5 separate regions of the Mus musculus genome follow, and regions 1, 2, 3 and 4 are each linked to region 5. The links are chromatin contacts, called in public ChIA-PET, HiCAR-type and promoter capture Hi-C maps. All regions are on one chromosome and are shown on one strand. Each heading gives the region's core, a stretch centred on a gene start, on an enhancer-like site or on the middle of the called end of the contact. The rest is flanking DNA. Distances are from core to core; before and after follow the strand shown. Region 1 overlaps Pappa2 (pappalysin 2). Region 2 holds the start of 4930523C07Rik (RIKEN cDNA 4930523C07 gene). Region 3 overlaps Tnn (tenascin N). Region 4 overlaps Tnr (tenascin R). Region 5 holds the start of Cop1 (COP1, E3 ubiquitin ligase).

Evidence for each region. Promoter capture Hi-C pulls out the DNA fragments that hold promoters and counts their contacts. ChIA-PET counts read pairs in DNA pulled down with a chosen protein or histone mark. HiCAR-type assays count read pairs that join an accessible place to other places.
Region 1: a contact with region 5 is called in a HiCAR-type map of astrocytes, with 2.1 times the contacts expected there. The contact joins the enhancer-like site here to the promoter of Cop1 in region 5. A contact is called at or near these places in 10 of 39 promoter capture datasets (the 3T3-L1 cell line, 3T3-L1-derived adipocytes, cranial neural crest and 5 more), 4 of 484 Hi-C or Micro-C datasets (adipose-derived mesenchymal stem cells, cerebral cortex, cortical neurons and 1 more) and 1 of 115 datasets of contacts at active chromatin or transcription factors (astrocytes).
Region 2: an RNA polymerase II ChIA-PET map of memory CD8 T cells shows a contact between it and region 5, with 30 read pairs. The contact joins the promoter of 4930523C07Rik here to the promoter of Cop1 in region 5. A contact is called at or near these places in 12 of 39 promoter capture datasets (the 3T3-L1 cell line, 3T3-L1-derived adipocytes, the C10 cell line and 7 more), 6 of 115 datasets of contacts at active chromatin or transcription factors (astrocytes, bone marrow-derived macrophages, craniofacial prominence and 3 more) and 2 of 9 other capture datasets (adipose tissue and liver).
Region 3: a HiCAR-type map of astrocytes shows a contact between it and region 5, with 2.7 times the contacts expected there. The contact joins the enhancer-like site here to the promoter of Cop1 in region 5. A contact is called at or near these places in 11 of 39 promoter capture datasets (the 3T3-L1 cell line, 3T3-L1-derived adipocytes, the C10 cell line and 6 more), 1 of 484 Hi-C or Micro-C datasets (cortical neurons) and 2 of 115 datasets of contacts at active chromatin or transcription factors (astrocytes and large pre-B cells).
Region 4: a promoter capture Hi-C map of the SN4741 cell line shows a contact between it and region 5, with 4 times the contacts expected there. The contact joins the enhancer-like site here to the promoter of Cop1 in region 5. A contact is called at or near these places in 4 of 39 promoter capture datasets (the 3T3-L1 cell line, 3T3-L1-derived adipocytes, the SN4741 cell line and 1 more) and 1 of 115 datasets of contacts at active chromatin or transcription factors (craniofacial prominence).

The regions. Positions count from the first base shown.
Region 1 is chr1:158,711,783-158,715,674 of GRCm38.p6, forward strand. It overlaps Pappa2 (pappalysin 2), which reads right to left. Exons shown (of 23, transcript NM_001085376.3): 23 at 1-3,238. The coding sequence ends at 3,164. Among named protein-coding and RNA genes, the nearest start is that of Gm37679, 160 kb to the left of the region's middle. Within about 2 kb of position 1,684, at least 19 of the 459 cell types and tissues checked have an H3K27ac peak or open chromatin away from gene starts, as enhancers often do. A contact at or near this core is called in astrocytes, where this site is marked.
Region 2 is chr1:160,042,084-160,046,373 of GRCm38.p6, forward strand. It overlaps 4930523C07Rik (RIKEN cDNA 4930523C07 gene), which reads left to right and starts at 2,297. Exons shown (of 3, transcript NM_001162896.1): 1 at 2,297-2,670. It overlaps Gm37294 (predicted gene, 37294), which reads right to left and starts at 2,234. Exons shown (of 2, transcript NR_168324.1): 1 at 2,065-2,234.
Region 3 is chr1:160,099,088-160,102,830 of GRCm38.p6, forward strand. All of the region lies in intron 18 of Tnn (tenascin N), which reads right to left. Among named protein-coding and RNA genes, the nearest start is that of 4930562F07Rik, 23 kb to the left of the region's middle. Within about 2 kb of position 2,109, at least 49 of the 459 cell types and tissues checked have an H3K27ac peak or open chromatin away from gene starts, as enhancers often do. A contact at or near this core is called in astrocytes and cortical neurons, where this site is marked.
Region 4 is chr1:159,887,163-159,890,909 of GRCm38.p6, forward strand. Tnr (tenascin R) reads left to right here. Exons shown (of 23, transcript NM_022312.3): 13 at 1,095-1,214; 14 at 2,122-2,268. Among named protein-coding and RNA genes, the nearest start is that of Gm31348, 100 kb to the left of the region's middle. Within about 2 kb of position 2,434, at least 113 of the 459 cell types and tissues checked have an H3K27ac peak or open chromatin away from gene starts, as enhancers often do. A contact at or near this core is called in the SN4741 cell line, where this site is marked.
Region 5 is chr1:159,229,926-159,234,138 of GRCm38.p6, forward strand. It overlaps Cop1 (COP1, E3 ubiquitin ligase), which reads left to right and starts at 2,275. Exons shown (of 20, transcript NM_011931.4): 1 at 2,275-2,925. The coding sequence starts at 2,513.

The DNA of each region.
Region 1 (3,892 bases), core at 434-2,933, 520 kb before region 5:
GGATGTAGCTGTTTTACATTACAATACAGTAGATCAGCCCCTTTCACTGTGTTTGCCATCAAACTGTCCCCTTGGGTGCTAACTGACACACTCAATGGTGATCACACAGAATAGATGATGTGTCAAAGACTAAGGCCTTAAATGTTGGAAAGGAAAGAAAAGAACCAAGAAGACTCTACTCGCTGCCTTATTTGCCCAGATCTGCTCTTTGCCCCTGCTGATCTCTTTTCTGTATCTGTGATTGAAGGCTGCCATGCTACTATTGAAGCCAGCCACCTTTGGGCCATGTTGATCTCAAAACTGTGGTTACCAGGAACTAGAAATAGACAGGTAACTTTGTAATAAAGAAACAGGCAGAGGAGCCTCTGTGGAGGGCCCTGGATGACATTATGGATGTCTAAGGAGAACTGAATACAACCACCTGGGGGCAAACATGACTTGTTCCTAGGATCTCTGATCATTTTCTTTATTAGGGACTTAAGTTTCTTCAAATACTGGAGCCAAGGGACAAAGTCTAGATAAGACTCCCGTCTCTGTCTCTGGCTGATGATGGCTAAATGGCCTTCAGCCTGGGGAGCTTTACACACACCCCAGAAACTGTCCTCTTGCCTTCCCAGGGCAGGGTGAATGTTGCCAAAAAGAACAAAGTATCTTAAAGTGAAGCATGGGGTCTCTGTTAGTCTTAGTGGACTTAATGAGGAGACTGAGCATGGACAGATACTGGTGGGTAGTCTGTGCCCATGAGTGCTCTTGGGAATGGCAGTCTCTGTGCACTAAGTTGTGCCCAAGGTAACTATTGCTCTGTCTCTGTCAGGATTTTCCTAAGGCAAAAGTTGACACACATCCAGGAATTTGAATGTTCTCTAAGGAAACAGTGTGTGTGTGTGTGTGTGTGTGTGTGTGTGTGTGTGTTTAGTAGAGAATTTAAATTTTTCTATTGGTCTTTTCATACTCACCTTAATGAGATACAGAAATAGGAATTGAAATATGTAGTAGAGAACCTAAACTTTTCTATTTTTCTTTCCATATTAAACTTATGAGATTCAGAATATGAATGGTATTTCCTGACAAAGGGTAATAAGTGTGACCTAGATAGTAAACAGTATTTAAGCACTGTTTACCTTATTGCTAGGAGTAGAAGACTAACACTGCCTTTCCCCTTCTCAATGGCTTTGTTGTCCATGATCCACATATTCATAGGTAACTGTATGTATATTGCCATATCCAGTCACTGCAGAATATTGCTCTTCATATAGAGCAGGGATAATTGTGCTTATGATGATAAAAAAAAGTTTCCTTTCTCATTCTATAGATTAGTTGCTTCAGTCTTGATGACAAAAGAGTAGAAGGAAGAGGAGGAGAGGTTTTGGAGATACCAAAAGTGACTCCAAGTTTTGCTTGGTCTTAGTTTCCACTGGAGGAAAAAACTAGGGTCTCTGTAAGAGAACAAGACCGTCATTAAAGGAAAGAAACTATGTCCTGACTCTCTTTCTAGGTGTGATCTAGAAACTGCTATAAGAAAACATACCAAGGACAGAGCCTATAGAAAAGTATGAGAATAGTCTGGATAAACAGAGAAGTGTTAATGTGACTGTTTTGTGCATAGTCCATACAGCTATTGAACAAGAAATGGTAAAGAGAGCATGGACCCTAAATAGTTGAAATTCTTCTTTCTCCCCACAGAGTGTCACCCTCGCTCCACATGTTGCTTACTGGGCCACAAACTTCAGATTTTGCACTTGAATAAGATTTATCTCTTTGCTCGAAGGATCCCTGGCCTCTTTTGGAGACTTGGATCAGGGGCTTGTTCACTCATTCTATCCTTTTATCCTCAGACCTCATTTAATCTTGACCTCTCACCTCTCTGACCTTTCACCTCTCTGACAGCCTTTCGCTCTTCTAACTCCCCGTTCTTTCATCTCTTATCTCCTCCCCCACATTTCCAAATCTCCAAAGCATTTTCTTTTCTCAGAAAAATCAACAGTTAGTGATGTGGCTGTGAACAATTGGCCAGACCTTGAGACTTGCAACAAGGAGAGACAGCAACTGGCCAAGTATGAAGAGGGTGTAAGTTCCTGTAAGCCTGATGTTCACAGAATGAGCCCTCATACAAACTTTTTGGCTGGCTGGTTGGCTGGCTGGCTGGCTGGCTGGCTGGCTGGCTGGTTGGTTGGCTGGCTGGCAGCTATACTTGGACTAAGTACATGGAGAAGTGGAAAAGACCCTGGTCTTTACCAGCTCCAACTGAGAGTTCTGAGAAGCGTAGAAGAGTTTGTATGCTCCTTTTGGTAGATACTTAGAAACCATTGTCTATTTCTCCTGGACCTACTGCCAAATAGGTTCCCATGTAACTTTCCATGCCTCTTGCTCTTAGCATGCCAAGTCTATCTCCTTTCAGTAGGCCCAGCTCCCAGGTCATAAAATGATGATCAGCTGACAGGCTAGCATCCAGAATTCCATCGACTCTCTTCTCCCCATCCGACCTGCCAATCCCTATCTATGGGAAGAAGGCAAAGGAACCTTTCTTTCTGTCTTCGAAGCTTCAGTATCCCTCTGGACATGAACTTCACAGCAGCATTTGTGGAACAATGGATAATCTGTAGCTTAGTAAACAGCAAAAAATATAATATATAATATATTTATATAATTATGTTTAAATACTTATAAAGAAATAGCTAACCTCCTTATTTGAGAGAGACCACACAAAAGGAAGGCAAAGGGCCAGTCTGGAATAGATGAGCCCTGAAAGATGACAGTCCATCTGAAATGGGTATTGACGGAGTCCCTGGCAGCTTATCTTCTAATATTTTGATATGGGTTTACATGTTGGGTGGGGCTGAGCCACTGACAGCGTGCAGAGTGGGGAGGAGATTGAGAGAAGGATAGAGCAGAGTACAGATGGGGGGAGGGGTCTGTCAATTTCTCCTTCCATTTCTAACCAAGTGTCTTTTTACAGAAACAATTGCCTCTAATCCCTCCCTACTTGGACTACTTAATGCATTAATTGGCACCTACAAACATTTCTTGCATTTCTTAAAGGCTCTCTTTTAGGCTCTCCTTCCACCATGGAACCTATCTTGTTCATTCACCCTTTGCATCCTGCTACGGGAGCTTCTCTTTTAGTCTGCCCCCAGGGCAGAGGAGATGGGCTCTGCTCCTAGAGTTACTGGTTTTCTTCTGCCTTGGGGTCTCGACAGGTGCATTCATCCAAGTCACAATCAGCAGCAAATGGAATGACCTAGGGGAGTGAACAGGAAGTTGAAAGCATCCGTTTTCGGGCCAAGCTTCACAATTTTCAACTGGCTTTAATTTTCCTCACTTGGTACTACAAGAAGTATGAAAGTGGGGGTTTGCATCAGAGGCCTAGAATTAACACTGGTTCCTTTTATGATATACCACTTCATTATAGGCAAGGTAATCCTTCATTTCTTCCTTTCTTCATCTATAAGGTAAGAAGACATCAGTACCACCCTCCAGACAACATCTGTGTGGTTGGACCAAATGAATGGTATCACACATTTATACCTTGTTTTACACCTAGAACTACTGTTGGAATTACTCCTAATAGGCTGATAATGTCTAGTTAATTTTTTTTTTGTAATCCTCATAGAGCTACGGCTGCTATACATTAGCGAAGAATCCCTAAATGTTCATCTTTCTGACTTCTCCATGCTCTGGGAGCGGTGGGATCATCTGTGACATCTTCATATGCATGACCTTTTGTCTTTCTTGAGTCTAGGATATGCTTTGAGGTTTTGAGACAGTGCATCTCCCTTCCCATTGTGTGTAGCTGTTATCTCACGTCTATGTAATTATCCCATCGCAGAGATAGTGCAGAAAAAGTTGCTTCTGTCCTATTTGTACTGTTAGCAGCAAATAAGCAATTCCCTTT
Region 2 (4,290 bases), core at 1,047-3,546, 810 kb after region 5:
ATGTTTAATACCCTGTCAGTTCCCACACCAGCAGAGAGGGAACCCACAGGTTTTGTCCTTAACACTCTTAATATGGAACCAGAGCTCTTCAGGTGCTAAAGCCAGTGAGGGGTGGTCACCCACAAAAAGGTTTTAAATTTTCAGTCCTGGTTCACAAATCTGCTATTTGGGGGCTTTCTGTTTCTTAATTAGATGTGTCAACGCTCCATTTCACTCCACTTAGAGTCCACTCACCTCTTGACTACCTTCAAAGATCCTTACCTCAAACAAGAAAGCTTTTAAAGACTGCACCAGCACCGTGGTTGCCTGGGGCCATTCATGAGTTCATATAAGTTGAGACTTCACCGCCAAAGGGGAGACACAGTAGGTGGGTGCTCTAACTTGTTTTCTCATAAGGGATGCGTCATTCACCCCAAAGGAAAACCTGCTGGCCAGATGCTCACTCATTACGTTAAAACATCAATAGACCCTGTAGCCTTGGCAACTCAATAACAGCCTACCAAGCATCTTGTCATCTAGTAAGTCCCTGATTTGACTGCCACAACGTCGCTGCTACTTGATAGGTTCTAGACTTTTTCTGGATCTGTCTTCCTGTGGACTAAGACAACATTGGGATGCCGCCCTACAGATAAGCATCTGGTTTTTGAAGTGCTGAGCTCATGGTGACTGCCTTAGGTTCTTCATTTCTCTGTGTTGTTGTTGTTTCTGGAAAGCATTGTGACCATCAGCCTAGCCTGTCCATAAAGTTGTTCAGGAAAGTATTTTCCACTGTCTTCCCCCCTGCTCAGCAGGTGTTAACCCAGAAGTTGTCCATAGAAGCCACTCTCTCTCCTGATGATGATATGGTGATGAGGGATAGGCTGGACTAGATAGAACTACTCAGACTCAGATCTCAACTCCACTATACATTAGCAATGACCTTGCAGAAGAAAGTTACTCCCCATCCTCAGGGGAAGGGGGCAAATTACATCTCACACAGGTCCGGTGTAGGTCCTGGGGGAGACTCGGTCTCCAATCACCGCACCGGGTTTGCACTTAAGGTTTCCTGTCATTCCCCAAGCCTGTCTTCCTCCAGCTCCCTGGTCCATTAGACCCTAGACCCCTGCTTCAGATTTGACACACAATGGAAGCCTTCCATCCACCACTAAATTGTTGGTGGAATCCATCTATAGCTGTCTCTTGCTAAAACTGTCTTCTTTCAGAGCCTGATCGTCCCCCTGCCCTACCCACTTAACCGTACTACTCCCACCCCCAACCCCACCCCCACAACAGATCACTTGGACCACTCTTCTTATTATCATTCAAATCTAGATCTATGTAGGGCATAGTGAAACACGTCCTTAAACCCAGCAAATTTCTGTGAGGCCAACCTGTTTCTACATTGTGAGTTCCAGGCCTGCCGGGGCTATATAGTGAGACTCGGTTTCAAAGGAACAACAACAGATCTAGATCGAGTTCTCTCTGTGGGATTTCTGGGGGAAAACCTCTACTTAATCTGCCTTTGGAAGAAGACTACAGGACCAACTATCCTTGGCATTTCTGGATGAATGCTGGGTTTTCTCTTTGGCCTTTCAACCCAGAGCCAGCTGGCTTCTCTTGAGTAAACCGGAACTCTCTTGTTTCCCGGTTGTGACAGTTAGCTTCACCAATCATTTTAATTCAGGCACCCAAAGGCCGAAGGACCCTATGGCTCAGGCCCAGCCACTGGAAAGCAAGCACCAGCTGCGCACCCTCCTGACACCTACAATCCAATGAGTAGAACCTCCGGTCTTTATCATGGCAAGATCTCTCAAGGTCATTCCGGGGAAGCCCCTAGATACTCCACAGCCGCTTCTGCCTATCACACCTTCCCAACTTCCCTGCAGAAGCCTTGGAGGCACTGAGCAAGCTCTCTACCACCCCACCTTTACATTTGGGGGCGGAGTTAGACAAACAAGAGATCTGAATATAAGCTCACAAGGAGTAAATAAAATGAAAAGGGAGAACTTTTGAAGTTAGTTGTCCCTGCCTCCTGCGCTCCTAACATCTCCAGGTAACTCCCATGGAGCGCACACACAAAGATACCTTGTCACGAGGCACCGGGGATTGCTCTCCCTTTAGACACCCCAGCCCTTTTCCTGGAAGGTGACTTTATTCCACAGCACGGGGCTGTTATTTTTTCCTTAGGCCAGGGTTGGGAGTTTACACCCCACGTCTCTGGGAACACTGGCGCGTCTGTGAGCAAAGTTGGCTCTGGCGTCCTGAAGGAGGCGTGCTCGGGGCGGAGGGGCAAAAGAACGTCACAGTGGGGCGGAGTGGGGACACTGGCCGGGAGACCCGGAGGAAGGACACCCGCGCTGCGTGTGCTGTGGCGTGTGCCTCCTAGTTTAAGGTAGGAGTTGGGCTGAGGAGAGACAGAGCCAGCCAGTCAGATTCAGGAAGTTGCGTTCCTGACCTCAGTAGCAGAGCTGGGTGCGGTGAAACCTCAGCCAGGGACGCAGGGGGCGCTTTCCTCCACATCACACTGGTGGCACCCACTGACCGGCAGCGCCGCCTCTCTCCCGGGACCTGGCAGTGGGAGGGAGAGGCAGGAGCAGGGACCCAGACCTCACCCTTGTGCCCAAGTCACTTCAGAGCACCGGAACAGAGCCAGCGGTCCCGCCGGCGGGAAGCCTTCCAACGGACCCAAAGGTGAGTTTCAAAACTTTCTGTATCGCTTTGTGCTGTTGTTTTCAAAATAAGTTTGGGAGCTGCCCCGCTGTGGAAGGGGACTTTCCCATAGAAGAGTGAATCCGCCCCTGAGAGAAGTGAGATAAAGGGGTTATTTCTAAGAAGCCGTTTGCACAGTTGCTTTCATTCTTTCCTCCTAGAGGTCTCTCACCTTCTCTCTGCTCCTGGCCTGACACATGGGCTCCTCTGGAGTTTGGGGTGGAGTTCTCAGCTCCAGTTGACACCAGCTGCAGGTAGGAGCCATTTGAAAAGGACCAGATGGACATTGTCTAAACGGGCAAAGTCAGTATTTGAGATGCTCCTAAAATCATACCCTCTGGGATTTAAAAACAAAACAAAACCAAACAAACAAACAAACTCATTCTAAAAGAAACTATAATTTCAATGGGGCTAAAAGACTTACCAGACTGAAAATGTGGCCTGGAGCCAAGGGGTGGAGTGAGATCTGTATGCCATTCTGAGTCTCTAGAGAGTTTGTGTGACACATTTTTTTTCCTGAACTTTCCCAACTCTCTAAATGGTCCTTGATCTTCTTCCCACCCAGAAAGGTGGATTGGAAAACACAGCAGGTCCTGTTTTGAAGGGCTATGTAGGAATGATTTGTGTAACAGTAGTTAAGTAAATGATAGCCGGATAGCTGTTGTTTTCAACACCAGTCCTGCCTATCTGAAAGGGAACCCAAAGCAAAGACTAGTGCTTGCCCTAATGAACACCAGCCAGCCAGCCATGAGAATCCGCAGGCCTGCTCTGCCCAGTCTGCTCAATGAGGAAGGCTAGGAATGCAGCACCCAAGCCACTCCAAGCTCCTGCCTGCCAAAGCCTTTATGCTACATCCACCATTGGAAAGAGAGAGAGAACCTGGAGCTAATTTTAGGGAATCTTCATTCTGAAGTATTGTTGGGGACCAAGAACAAGTCTTAAATGGACACGGGTGCATCTTGTTCTTAACCCTTTTACAAAGTTTATCAACGCCACCTAAAGAGCCCTGCAACTGAAAGGTACTGCTGCGTTAAACGCAGCTGTGTCTGGTTTGTTTGTGTTTTGTAATTTTTTTTAATTAAATTTTCACATTCTATAGTTATGGGTAGGATAGTTTTGCAAGGGTCTCTCCTAGCTTTGAGCTAAAATTCAGATCTATCAACCACTTAGTCTGATATGTCTTCCCTTGGCCTGGTACCTCCCTTCTTCTGAAATTCTGCCTCCCCTTCTATACCCATGACACCGTTCTAGGAAAGAGGCCCATTACAAAACAACATTTCGGGCACTGTCAACATTTTGCCTACAGAATCAAAAGAGGTGAAAGCCACAGGATCAAACCCAAGAAGATAATAAACAGTCAGCAGGCTTCTGCACCAGTTTTAACGTGGAAGGGGCACACTCATTAGCTAAGCATCACTGTACCTACTGTGTGTTGGGCAATGTGCCAGGGCTATGGAATCTAAGGCGATGATGTAGTTTGTACTTTCAAAGAGCCACCAGACTGGCAAATAGACACTAGGAAACAAACCACAGTTCAGAGCAATGTACATTATATAATAGTAAAAAGTGAAACCATACAAAGGATGGAGCAATGGTCGTCTG
Region 3 (3,743 bases), core at 859-3,358, 870 kb after region 5:
AGCAGGAGCATCAAGAAGAGAAAGGAAGGCTGCTAACCCTGATTCTGGGTGCTCGTCACGAAGGACTAGGAGAGGAGGCTGGAAAACAGGCAAAGGTCAGCCCTGGTGGGATTCAGTTTGGTTGAAGATGTTGGTCCATTGTAAAAAGCAATGGTAAGTTTGGAAGACTAAACAGGAAACAGAGTTTTCCCCAGATCCTTCTAGCTACAGTGTAGAGAATGCCTGTCCAGTGGCAGGAGTGGAAGACATGGTAACCAGTTTGAAGACCACTGTACTGTGCTGTTCACAGTGGATGGTGAGTTAGACAAGAAACTACCCTGAAGATAGACAGATGTCGGCAGAAGGAAACTTGACAGTCATGGTGACAAAGTGGGTCAACACTAAGAGTTCACATACACATGAGTTGATCGGTTGTTGGAATTCCAGTCCATGTTTTTAGGACTTGAGAAACTACCCCACCCCACCAGGGCTGTCCTGTTCTATAGAAGTTTTGATTGCAGCACTGGATAATTATTTACTCAGCTGTTCTTGCAGAAGGAAGATTCTGAGAGGGACATCTTTTGCAACTGTATCAAGCTCACTTGGGGACACTGTGTAAGTTGGGAGTTTGTTTGTTCTCCTTTCCTTTTAGCTGTGCTGGGAATCAAATGTAGGGTCTTGTGCATGCCAAGCAAGTACTCTACCACTGATTAACATCCCTGGTCCAGTATTAATTCTTTCTGAGGTTTCCTGGTGAAGCAGGGTTTCATGTAACCAGCAGAGGGGGGTAGGGTGCTGATGAGAGACCTAGGCTTGCTCTCTAAGTTGGAAGTGTATCTGGGAGAAATGGCAGGAGTTCACCAAGTCCTACTTCACTCTCCTTGTCCCAAGAACACAGGACGGTTTTCAACTTCTTTTGCAGGTAAGTAAAAAGCATGTGACTATTCCTAAGCTAAAGGCAGGAGGACCAGAGTAGGTGGGGTTCTCCACACTGTCTTCCATTGGCATGCACATTGGTAAATGCTACATGCTGCGATGGCCTAGCCACAAATCGGAAGCAACCTGAACTGCTGAGACAGCACTCAGAAGTGACTGCATGTGTATTCTTAGAGCATGGGAGTGGGAGAGTGGCTTGTCACTGTCATTGCTGTGGAATCATGCTGTCCTAATGAACACAAGGATCCAGTGAGATTCAAAGTGAAAGTACGGGGGTCGGAGGAAGGAAAGATGCTGCCATATACAAAGAAAGTCAGAACTGAAATCAATCCTTGGAGACCTCCAATACGCTCATAGGCATGGATGATCTCGTTAGGGAGAGAAGAAGCAGCTAGGGACAGAGAAAGGAAACTAAAAAACATTGTGTAATAACCGAGAAATAATGGTCAGTAGTCCCCAGTACTGATGAGGGGTGAAGGGATGTAAGATCAAAACTCCCTGGGATTTAGTGACATGAAAATCCCCAATTACTTCAGCAAGGGCTGGGTTAGAGAGAGGCAGGAAGCAGGCTGGGCTGGGCTGAGGAGTAAGAAAAATGAGAACTAGAGATTTGGTTCTGTTTCAGAAAGATGAGCTGCTTTGTATACGAAAAGATCTCTACTCGGGAAAAGAAGGCCACTTCCCCCTCAGAGTAAATCAGACTCCTTTATATGAGATAAACTCGAAAACTTTCCTAAACCCAAACACACCTGCACACAGTATTGAAAAGAGTAATGCTATTATTCCACTTGAACTTGAGACCAAACTAAAAGTCGTTGTGGCCCATTCAGTGATGATTAGCAACCACTTACCAAAGTCTAGAATTGTATGTCTACCTCTGTTTCCCCTGTACTGATCTAAAGGAAGAAGCCCCAACATGAAATTCTATTATCTATAGCCTTGAATTTGGTGAAGGAAACCTAATGGTTGTGGAATCTTTACATTTTTCTCTAAAAGTGACACGAGCTGAGGTCACACGTGGCCGCTCACCATTAACTCCCTTCAGCACCACTACAGCTCTGTGGCTGAGGAGGTGCTGAATAAAGACACCCATGGGAAGAGAATGTTCCAGGCTCCAAGTCAGCCACAGACACTTTCTGGCCTGGGGGATAGTGAGTCAGTCATTTTGGTTTCTGATCCCAGCCAGCTCACTGTAAAGCAGAGAGGAGTGGGGAAGAGAAGTCTGCCACAGCGTTTCTGGGAAGGCTAGATGGAACAGTACATGTCCTCCAAAAATGTCCCATAAATGGGCATAAACTGACAAGAAGAATTTAGGGAAAATCACAGCAAGTCATTGCACACAGAAGTAACACAGCTAATTAGCACGCTGTTCTTAGCTCCTTTTCTCCCTGTTGCCCACTTGTTAAAGCTTCCCCCGCTTGGATTGGGTGGGGTTTTTTTTTTTCCTGTTTGGTTGATTGGTTTTTTTTTTTCCTTCATTCTTCATTTATTTTGTGCTTAACATAGCAACCATTTACCGGACATCTAATGAATGTTGATTCTGAGGGAAAAAATAACAATGCCGTTTTACAGATGGCAAAGTCCAAGAAAATTAGCCATATCCACACAACCATTTGGTGGCTCAAACAAGGATGATACACAGTCCAGTGTTGGTCAGAAAGTTTGAGAGTCTAGCTCTCCCAGGTATATTTCCTCAGTAGTATTTCTGAACACTTGGGAGATTTGTTTCCTAGTAAGGAGCCTGTGTCAACCTGCTCTCGGATTTCTTCTTGTCTCACAGTGCAATCTAGGCTGGACATGGTGCTGACATTCCTTATGTGTCTATCCACTGTGTTAAGTAGCATCCTCAACCAAGGCTGGGATTGATTCTGAGCCTGCCTTTCTAATGAAATGTGCAATACCAATTTCTCTATCTCCAGTGAGCATGCTTGGGGCTTGGGGTTTTATTGTTTTGCTTAGTATTTTTAAAATGTCCCAGTATGTGCAGGCTGGTTTTGAACTCATACATAGCCAAGACCATCTTGAACTTCTAATCCCTGTGCCCCTGCCTCCCATGTGCTAACATTACAGTTGTGTAGCATCATGTCCAGTTTTCAGTGCTACCAGAGAACAATCTCAGTACTCTGAGTATGCTAGGCAAGCACTCTACCAACTGAGCTATGCCCACAGCCCAAGCTTCTCTGAACTGTCAGGTCAAAGTATAACTAGGCCCCATGACCTCAGAGCTTAGAGGAAGTCTTCAGTGAGGTCAGCAAGTCATACCATAGCAGAGTCTGGCACAAACAGATAACAATAAACTGTTATTATATCTTAATAATTGTTGATTTCCATTGTATTACGTCATATTTAAGTATACTGACCCACACAGATAATTTATACATCTTGATCAGATGGCTTTGATTGAGGCTTTTAATCAATTTTGAAAATTTAAATGCTCTACAATGAACTACTCAAAAAAATAGTAAAAGGAAATAAATCTATGTTGGGGTCTGTAATCCAGCACTGTCATCATCCTGGAGAAATTTCTCACTAAATCAGGAGGGGAAAATCAAACTTGCATTGAACTGTCTGTGGAAAGAGCCCCTGGTGCAGCCCTTACACTTCCAAGATGGAAAGATTTGAAACTTTTAAGTGTTCCCTGATGTTCTTTCCAGCCTCCTCCTGGCTGTCTGGGTAGCCTTGGGGGCAAAGTCCTTCTGCCTGTTCATCAAATTAGGTGCCTGCAGCCTGGACCAGAGAACAACTTTCATAAAAGGATTTTAAAAGCTTGATAGAAGCCTGGGTTATCTTTAAGAGTTAGAAGACTCTTGAACCAAATAAAAACCCCA
Region 4 (3,747 bases), core at 1,184-3,683, 660 kb after region 5:
GAGGGTTCTCACTTCAGCTTTTGACAAGCCAATGCAATCTAAAATGACAAACTTTCAAGAAATAGCAGAATGAGCCTATAGCTAGAGACTTCTGTGAGTTATTCTGTAGCAGGTACTTCTTTCAGCATTGCATAAGAGACATATGATGAGAAACATCCATTTGCAAAGTAGGACAGGCCCAGTGCTCTGCATGCCCAAGTCTTGAATGCATTGGTTCTAGATTTGCCAATCTAGGAAAAAGGCCCGGAAAAAGCTTGTCTCCAAGGGATTCTTTCTAAGTAAAAAGATGATATTTCTATTCTGGAGAGCCATCTCTTGACAGCCTAATAAATGATTCTTCCTCAGAATCAACATAGAGCTAGCATGTAACCATGTAGCTACCTGGCATTCAGAGATAGGAGCTGATTTGCACATTGGAAGACATAGAACTTTGAGATGAATTGGGCCATTTCCCTTTGGTCATTTGCAAATGCAATCCCAAATATGATACATTTGTATATAAAAACACCTATAATTAGATAGTTCCCTACATACTGACAAGAACTCACAAACTGGAAAAGTATGTTAAGTAGTCAGCGAATTTGACCCCACAGTTTAAATGCACCATAATTATGCACCATAAATAAAATATAACTTAGGAAAGTATATTCGTTTAGGATTTGTGCTCTGAAATCTCTCTACAGTTAATGGGCAGTTTTTTTCCAAGTTGAACCAAAAGTAGCTGCTAAAAACTAAGAAAGAGTAGCAGAGTTAGGTCTTTGCAAGAGAAGTTTCCCTTAGAGAAGATAATTATATGATCCTCTATTTGAAATAAAACACACAAACTTAAAAGGAAGTTTCTGGTTGGTCTAGATGGTAGTAGCTGTGGCACAGAAGTGTAGATCTTGCCAATTTAGCTTCCTGACTTTGGCCATAGCTACAATGTTATAAGTGTGACATCACACAGACTGTCATGTTAGGGATGCCCAGTTAGTTATGTAGGGTCATGCCTGCCTGAGGGACACTAGTGGATCAACAGAAATCTAGAAATAGATAGATATTCCACTTTCAAACTGTGCTTCTGTCTTTTCCCCACAACTCTCTGATCTTTGTAGGAATTGATCCTCCCAAAAACATCACAATTAGCAACGTGACTAAGGACTCCCTGACGGTGTCCTGGAGCTCTCCTGTTGCGCCTTTTGATTACTACCGAGTATCGTACCGACCCACCCAAGGTAATGATATGATTTTGTTTCTCAAACATAAATAAGGCTTGAAGTTGATTAGAGATTATTATGGGTGCATGATCACAACTACACAGCATACACCCTCATACCATACTTCCTCAAAATGAGAGTGTATTGATGAAGAACAACAGAGAAACCATGAGTTCACCAACTTCTCTCAAAATAGGCTCTCAAAATATCATCAAGAGAGCCAAACACTTTACCATGGGAAATAACTGGACACCGTTAGCTAGGCTGCGCAATGAAAAACAATGAAGTGAGGCCTAGATGGCTTTACCAAGAGCCAGTGCTACACATACTATGCTGAGCATAAAGTCTAAGACTAGAATCCTGGATATGGATAAAGACCCAGCAGAGCCACATGGAGCCCTGAAGGGAACCACAGTGATCCTAATTCTGCCATTGTAGCCAATGTATGAGTCAGAGAAGTTGGCCGAGAGCTTGCCTGCATACTGCCAGTTCTTGCTGGTATATGAGGCATTGTTAACAAAGTAGAGAGAATGTTCACTTCCAGCCAGAGGTAGGACAGTTTTCCAGGCTACCTTTCTCTGGGCTGCATAGGGCACTTTTTGCGGTGGCTCTGCCCACTCCACTTCCACTATACTGATATGCCCGCCTCAGAGAAGACCGGTCTGATAGAAACCTACATAATAAATAGCTCATTTACTTTTGTTCTAAAAAGCCCATAAGATGAAAGAGTGAGGCCAGCGTATAAGATCTATTTAAACTCCACCATTATCATTTATGAGTCATGTATCTGCCTTCCCTTCCCTATTGCATGCTGAGCCCACACCCATCTGTGCCTCATGACCCACTGTCCCAATGTACACTGAGCCATGGACCCACTGATAAGAGAGCTGTTGAACGTTTAGTGATGGATTTTGTTCTTCCTCAGTGGGACGGCTAGACAGCTCCGTAGTGCCCAACACCGTGACAGAGTTCGCCATCACCAGGCTGTATCCAGCTACTGAATATGAAATAAGCCTCAACAGTGTACGGGGCAGGGAGGAGAGTGAACGCATCTGCACCCTGGTGCACACAGGTAAACATGGCTCCCTTGCTGGGTGTCGGCTCAGGACATAAGCAGCAGCCTTGAAACAAACACAGGAAGCAGAGTGAAATCACTCCAGCGCATACAGTGGATACTGGCTCCGGGGCCTGAGACGCCATTCTTTGGCTCCTCTGACTCACTGTGTCCTTCAGGACAAGTTGTGGTTTCTCTCCCCACAGACTGTTCTTTCTAATTATAGGAGTTTGGTGAGTCACACTTGAGGAGGAGTCTTGCTCGTTCAGGTTCAGAATGTTCATGGAACTTCCTCTACGAAGAGCGCCCTTTCAAAGACGCATGATGGAGACAGATTCCACAGCAAACATTTGAATCATAGGATCTCTTTAAGTCTTGGGGGTTGAGGAAACTTCAGAAAAGCATTGTTATTCCAGTTTCAGGAAACTAGGGGTGGATTATTCATCATATACAGCCACCCCATAGGTGTATTGCCTTTGCTCCAGGGAAAAGGCTCTAAGTCCATCACCTGTATGAAGGCAGTAGAGGTGAAGGTGACCCTTTGTGGCATCCCCAGCTGCTTTCAGGAACACTATGTAGTTCTTGTTCTCCTGTAGGAAATGTCCTCTGTGTCCTCAGGCCCCTTCACAGAAGGAAGGTGGGGAAAAGAGATGGGCTTTAATATGAAAAATAGGGAGGAGAAAGTCTCCTACCATGCCTTTTTTCAGAAAACTGGCTCTTTGGATAAGCCTGAAGATAGGGCTCCTTTTCTGTAACTCCACTAGCCTCCCTTCTCTGGTCCTTAAGCAAGTATATCACATAGGATTAGCACAGATTTGCTCTAGATGGCAGTGGAAGGCACAGCCATCAGTTTCTATCCTCAACATCGAGAACCTTCTAGTTAAACCACAGTTTCCACTACACATAGGAAAACATTCAGCCTGCCTCATTAAGCGAACACCTGGATATCCCAACGCTGCTAAATTTCCCTAGAGATGGTGATTTCTGAAGGAGGAGAGTGTGCCTAAGGAGTCCTCACTGCTTTGTAAATACTCTTACAAGCGCCAAAACATTATCTATTAACACAGTGACCAAAACGTCATTCAGAAACATAAAAAGGTACCTTTCGTAGTCTCCCTCCTTCTGGTAGATGCACTATGTTTTGTCAGTGATCATTAAAGCAGGCAGTGGATAAACATTGACCAGAAGTAATGACCATTCAGCCAAGAAAGCCTGAAAATTCTGCCATATTTTCTCATTGAAAATCATAAAAAGGATTTCGAGAATATCGTGTTCCCAAGATAAGAGTGTTGTGACTCAGCCCAAAAGCTAACTCGTGTGATTCTTGGCCACAGGCAGCAGACATCACAAAAGCAGAAACTCAGCAGCACACCAAGCCACCCTGTCATCTTTCAAGTTAGTCAGACTGGTTCTGGTAACTTCCAGTCACTGTGCCACGCTCAGAAGTGTCTCCGGTTGTTCTTTTCAAGTCATCACAATAATCTTAAAACTTGTAGA
Region 5 (4,213 bases), core at 1,025-3,524:
CCCCAGTTCCCCACAATAAGTTGAGAGACTAATAGTGGAGACCTGTATCCCTGTTCTGTCTCAGGAGAGATGCGGTTTCAGTATTGCTTGAGTGAATGGCCAGCCTAGTGTGTGAATGATTGAGCACATGAGGGGAAGTTTGGCTCAGGAAGTTATCTTTTTTGATTTTGTTGTTGGTGTTATGTCTCAAATCACCCATCCTACTGTTCCAAATCTGTATACTTTGCTCAGCCTCCTCCCACCAGATACCCAGCTCTATATATCCTGGACCTTAAAGAAGTTTTCTTCTCTATTTCCCTGGTACCAGTAAGCCAGCCCATCCATATTTGTCTTTGAATAGACAAATCCAATGAGAGGAGTCAGCTAAAATGGACCTAACTGCTCCAAGAGCTCAAAAATAAACTAAATGATAATTGATGTTATATCTAAAATAATTACTATGCTCTACCAGAAATAAATGTTTCAAAGTTACTTGACTCTCCTCTAACTTTGATGTAAATTATGGTCTTTGTGGGTTTTGATTTAAAAACTCTGTACCCCTCAACTAGAGCACCAAGAGACTTTTCAAAGATATGAGACCACTCTCCATCTGGCCATCAATAAAAAGGACTTAAAACTTTTAATATGCTTAATTGGTGTGATTATCAGTAACTATATTGCGTGGATTATTTCACGAGTACAGAGTTTCTAACAACTGTTCCAAATTTACAGCGATTTAATTCCCAACACTTAGGAATGTGTATAATAATCCAGTTTTATGTATATACTCCAAGTGTATGCTTATCCAGGACCATAAGGTGCCCATCTCTTATTCCCCCTTGGGTTGCCGCTCTCTGTGGTCCAGTGACAGAAGGAATAAGGACAGTAGCCCTAAGTACTGTATCCCTAATCAGAGGATAAAGGAGCCTACAACAGATGCATCATCAGACTGGTAGACATCAGACACGTTGAATTCTATCTGCTTCATGTCCAGACAGAGGCTCTGACAAAAGTTGTCCTCCTAAACCGGCCAGGTTTAGACTTAGTTTTCATTTCCCAGGGGAACTAGGCGAGTATTGCTGCTTCAATGCCAACAAAGACGGAGTTATCAATGAGGTTTTACAAAAGGTTGGAGATAATTTAGATAAGTGACATCAGGGACAAGAAGCAAATAATTTCTGGTACTATAAAATGTTTGATTTGAAAGAGTAATAAAGACAAAATTCTAGGCCTTTGGGCCCAGGCTTGGGAATTTTGCCTTTGTGACTCAATGCTCCAAGGTATGCTAATCATAAAACAGATATCAACATTCCTCCACCCATCAGCTTCCTGGGTTCAAAGAGTGTTAATTCAAAGAAAGTCACCCTGACCATTGCTGGAACCCACTATGCAAAGGTGCTATTGCTAGGGGCTCTTAGATTGTTAGGGGCTCTTAGAAACTGTCTTGAGAGATAACCTGACACTTGTGACTTTGTACTTCCTTGTGACTCTTAACTGGTATTTTTGGTATTTTCCAACAACGCCCTTCCCACCTCCTTAAGTTGTGGTTTCTTCCTTTAAATACCCCCTAACCCAGCTACTCGGGGCGCCACGGTCCTCTACCCCTGCGTGGTGTATGACCGTGGGCCGAGAGCGCTCTTGAATAAAAATCCTCTTGCAATTTGCAGCAAGACCGTTTCTCGTTGGTGATTTTGGGGTGTCGCCTCTCCTGAGTCAGAACGTGGGGAAGTCCTCACGTTGTGGCTCTTTCAGATTGAAACCTAAGGCTTGTAACCCTTTTTCACTGCCCTGGCCCCTTACTCCTCCTAACAGGACTTCAAAATCTAAACAGAAAAAAAAAATCTAAACGAAAACAAATTATATTCCTGCCACACAATCGGGAAAAAGCGCGAAGCCGCAAGAGAACACAAGTGAGCTTAGTATTTTCCAGATAATAATCCATAGCCGCATGCGCGCTCGCTCACACGCATGCGCAACACCACTGCTCCGTACCGCCGCAGTTTTAGCTGGGCAATCCGCCAGCGTCCACCCGGGGCACGCTTAAGCAGTTGCTTTTCGAGCGTTCCCGGTCCACTAGACCAGATTCCCCGTCCTTTCCCCTTCCACCCTTTGGCTCCATGAAAACGGCCATCTCTCTACTACGTCAGAAAGGAAATCAGCTTTCCACTCGGAGAACTACACGCTCGGCATCTCCGTACAGCCCGGCGCCGGCGCCGGCGCCTGCGCGCGCAGCTGCTCCGCTGCCCCGCCCCTTCCGCCGCTCATGCGCAAGCCCGACCGCCTCGGCGCGCCCGGGTTGGCTGCCCCGGCGGCCTCCTCGGCAGTCATGGCTCCTCGGATGTGATAGTTTCCCCCGCCCCCTCGCGTAGGACGCGGCGGCGGGGCGGCGGTGGGAAGCCTAACTTTATTGTTCCCCCGGCCCGTCTCCCGGCGCGTCCTCAGGATGCTCGGGAGCTGAGCGCCGGGGGCGGCGGAGGGTCGCGGTCTGTCCGGGCCCTCGCCTCGGAGCGCAGGGCCAAGGGAGGGAGTCACGATGTCAGGTAGCCGCCAGGCCGGCTCGGGTTCCGCTGGGACGAGCCCCGGCTCCTCGGCCGCCTCCTCGGTGACTTCCGCCTCCTCGTCCTTATCCTCGTCTCCGTCGCCGCCGTCCGTGGCGGCCTCGGCGGCGACGCTGGTGTCCGGCGGCGTGGCTCCGGCCGCGGGCTCCGGCGGCCTCGGCGGCCCGGGGCGGCCTGTGCTGGTGGCGGCCGCGGTGTCTGGCAGCGCGAGCGCCGGCGGGGCGGTGTCCGCGGGCCAGTCCCGGCTCAGCTGCGCGGCCAGGCCCAGCGCCGGCGTTGGAGGGAGCAGCTCCAGCCTCGGCAGTAGCAGTAGGAAGCGACCTCTGCTCGTCCCGCTTTGTAACGGGCTCCTCAACTCCTACGAGGACAAAAGCAACGACTTCGTCTGGTGGGTTTGCATAGCAGCCCCTGCGTGCATGACCACGAGTTTCTGCTGCTGAGCCTGGCGGGGTCCCGTGGAGGGAGGCCTGTTGGAGGTGCTGGGATTCGAACCTAGAGAGTTGAGTGTTTGCAGAGTTAAGGTTCCCGGTTGGGAGGTGGAGCTGGACTGGGATCCTTAGGCAAAGTGGTGAAATGGGATTGCACAGAAGTGGGTGCTGGTGTCCAGGAACTGAAGGCATTTAAGGGAGTGCTTAAGGATAAAGATGGAGGTCCAGTAAGTGGTTATTAGAAAGGAAGTATTCGGGGTAGGAGGTTAAATCCCTTCTGGTTTTTGTTTTTGTTTTCTTTCTTTTTTTGGCCATCTAGTGGACGAAGTATCAGTCAGGAGTAGTTCATGATTTTCGGAGGTAGAAGACTAGTTAGTGCCTGGTGATTCTGAGGTGTGGGATTGCTGGTCAACACTATATTGTAAAAAAGTAGATGGTGCTCGAAACCTGGTTGGTGATGCTTTACGAAGTTATTTTTGCCCATCCTGCGTTGGAATATGAATTTGAATAGATAGGACACTTGTAATACTGTTAATAATTTTGTAGTCAAAGTTTGTTCACACCCAATTCCAGGTTTCAACTGTTGGAAAAAGGGAAACACATTTTTAGTGTTTCTGTGTTGTATGGAACGATCGCAGCGCTGTGTATACACTGGAATCTCTGACTTGAGAAACGCTTTTACAGTCATTGCATCACAGCTGGCATCTTGAGCGACACAGTAGAATTCAGGCATTTGGCATCTAAGAGGGACTTTAAGCAAAAGATGAATCTGATTGTCTTGAAGAATGCTTTGAATTTTAATTGGGTTTTGATATTACTGGTAAGATTATGAGAGCTTAATGAAGATTTCCTGCTCACAAACTGGTAGAATTCTGGGCCTTTCCTAAGAAGGAACTTGTTGTTTGACTTAATGATGTAGGAAGTTGGCTTGAACAGTCATGCTTGGGGAAGTTAGTTCAGATCACAGTAGAAGATGGGCTTAAATGGTATTATTAAAGATGATAAGCTTAGAGATTGTAACCATTGAGAAAGGTATTAGCTACACTTTCTTGTTCACTAATATAATTCGTAATTTTGCTTTTGTTTAGATTCAGAAGTTGTGTGTGTGTTGAAATAGAATTATAGCTGTGGTTATTTGTAATTTAAGAAGTTTATGGTTGGGTGTAAGAGGTGTTTGCATTCCTTTTTTTGTTTGGCTTTATTTATTTATTTATTTAGAGACAGGGTTTCTCTGTGTAGCCCTGGATA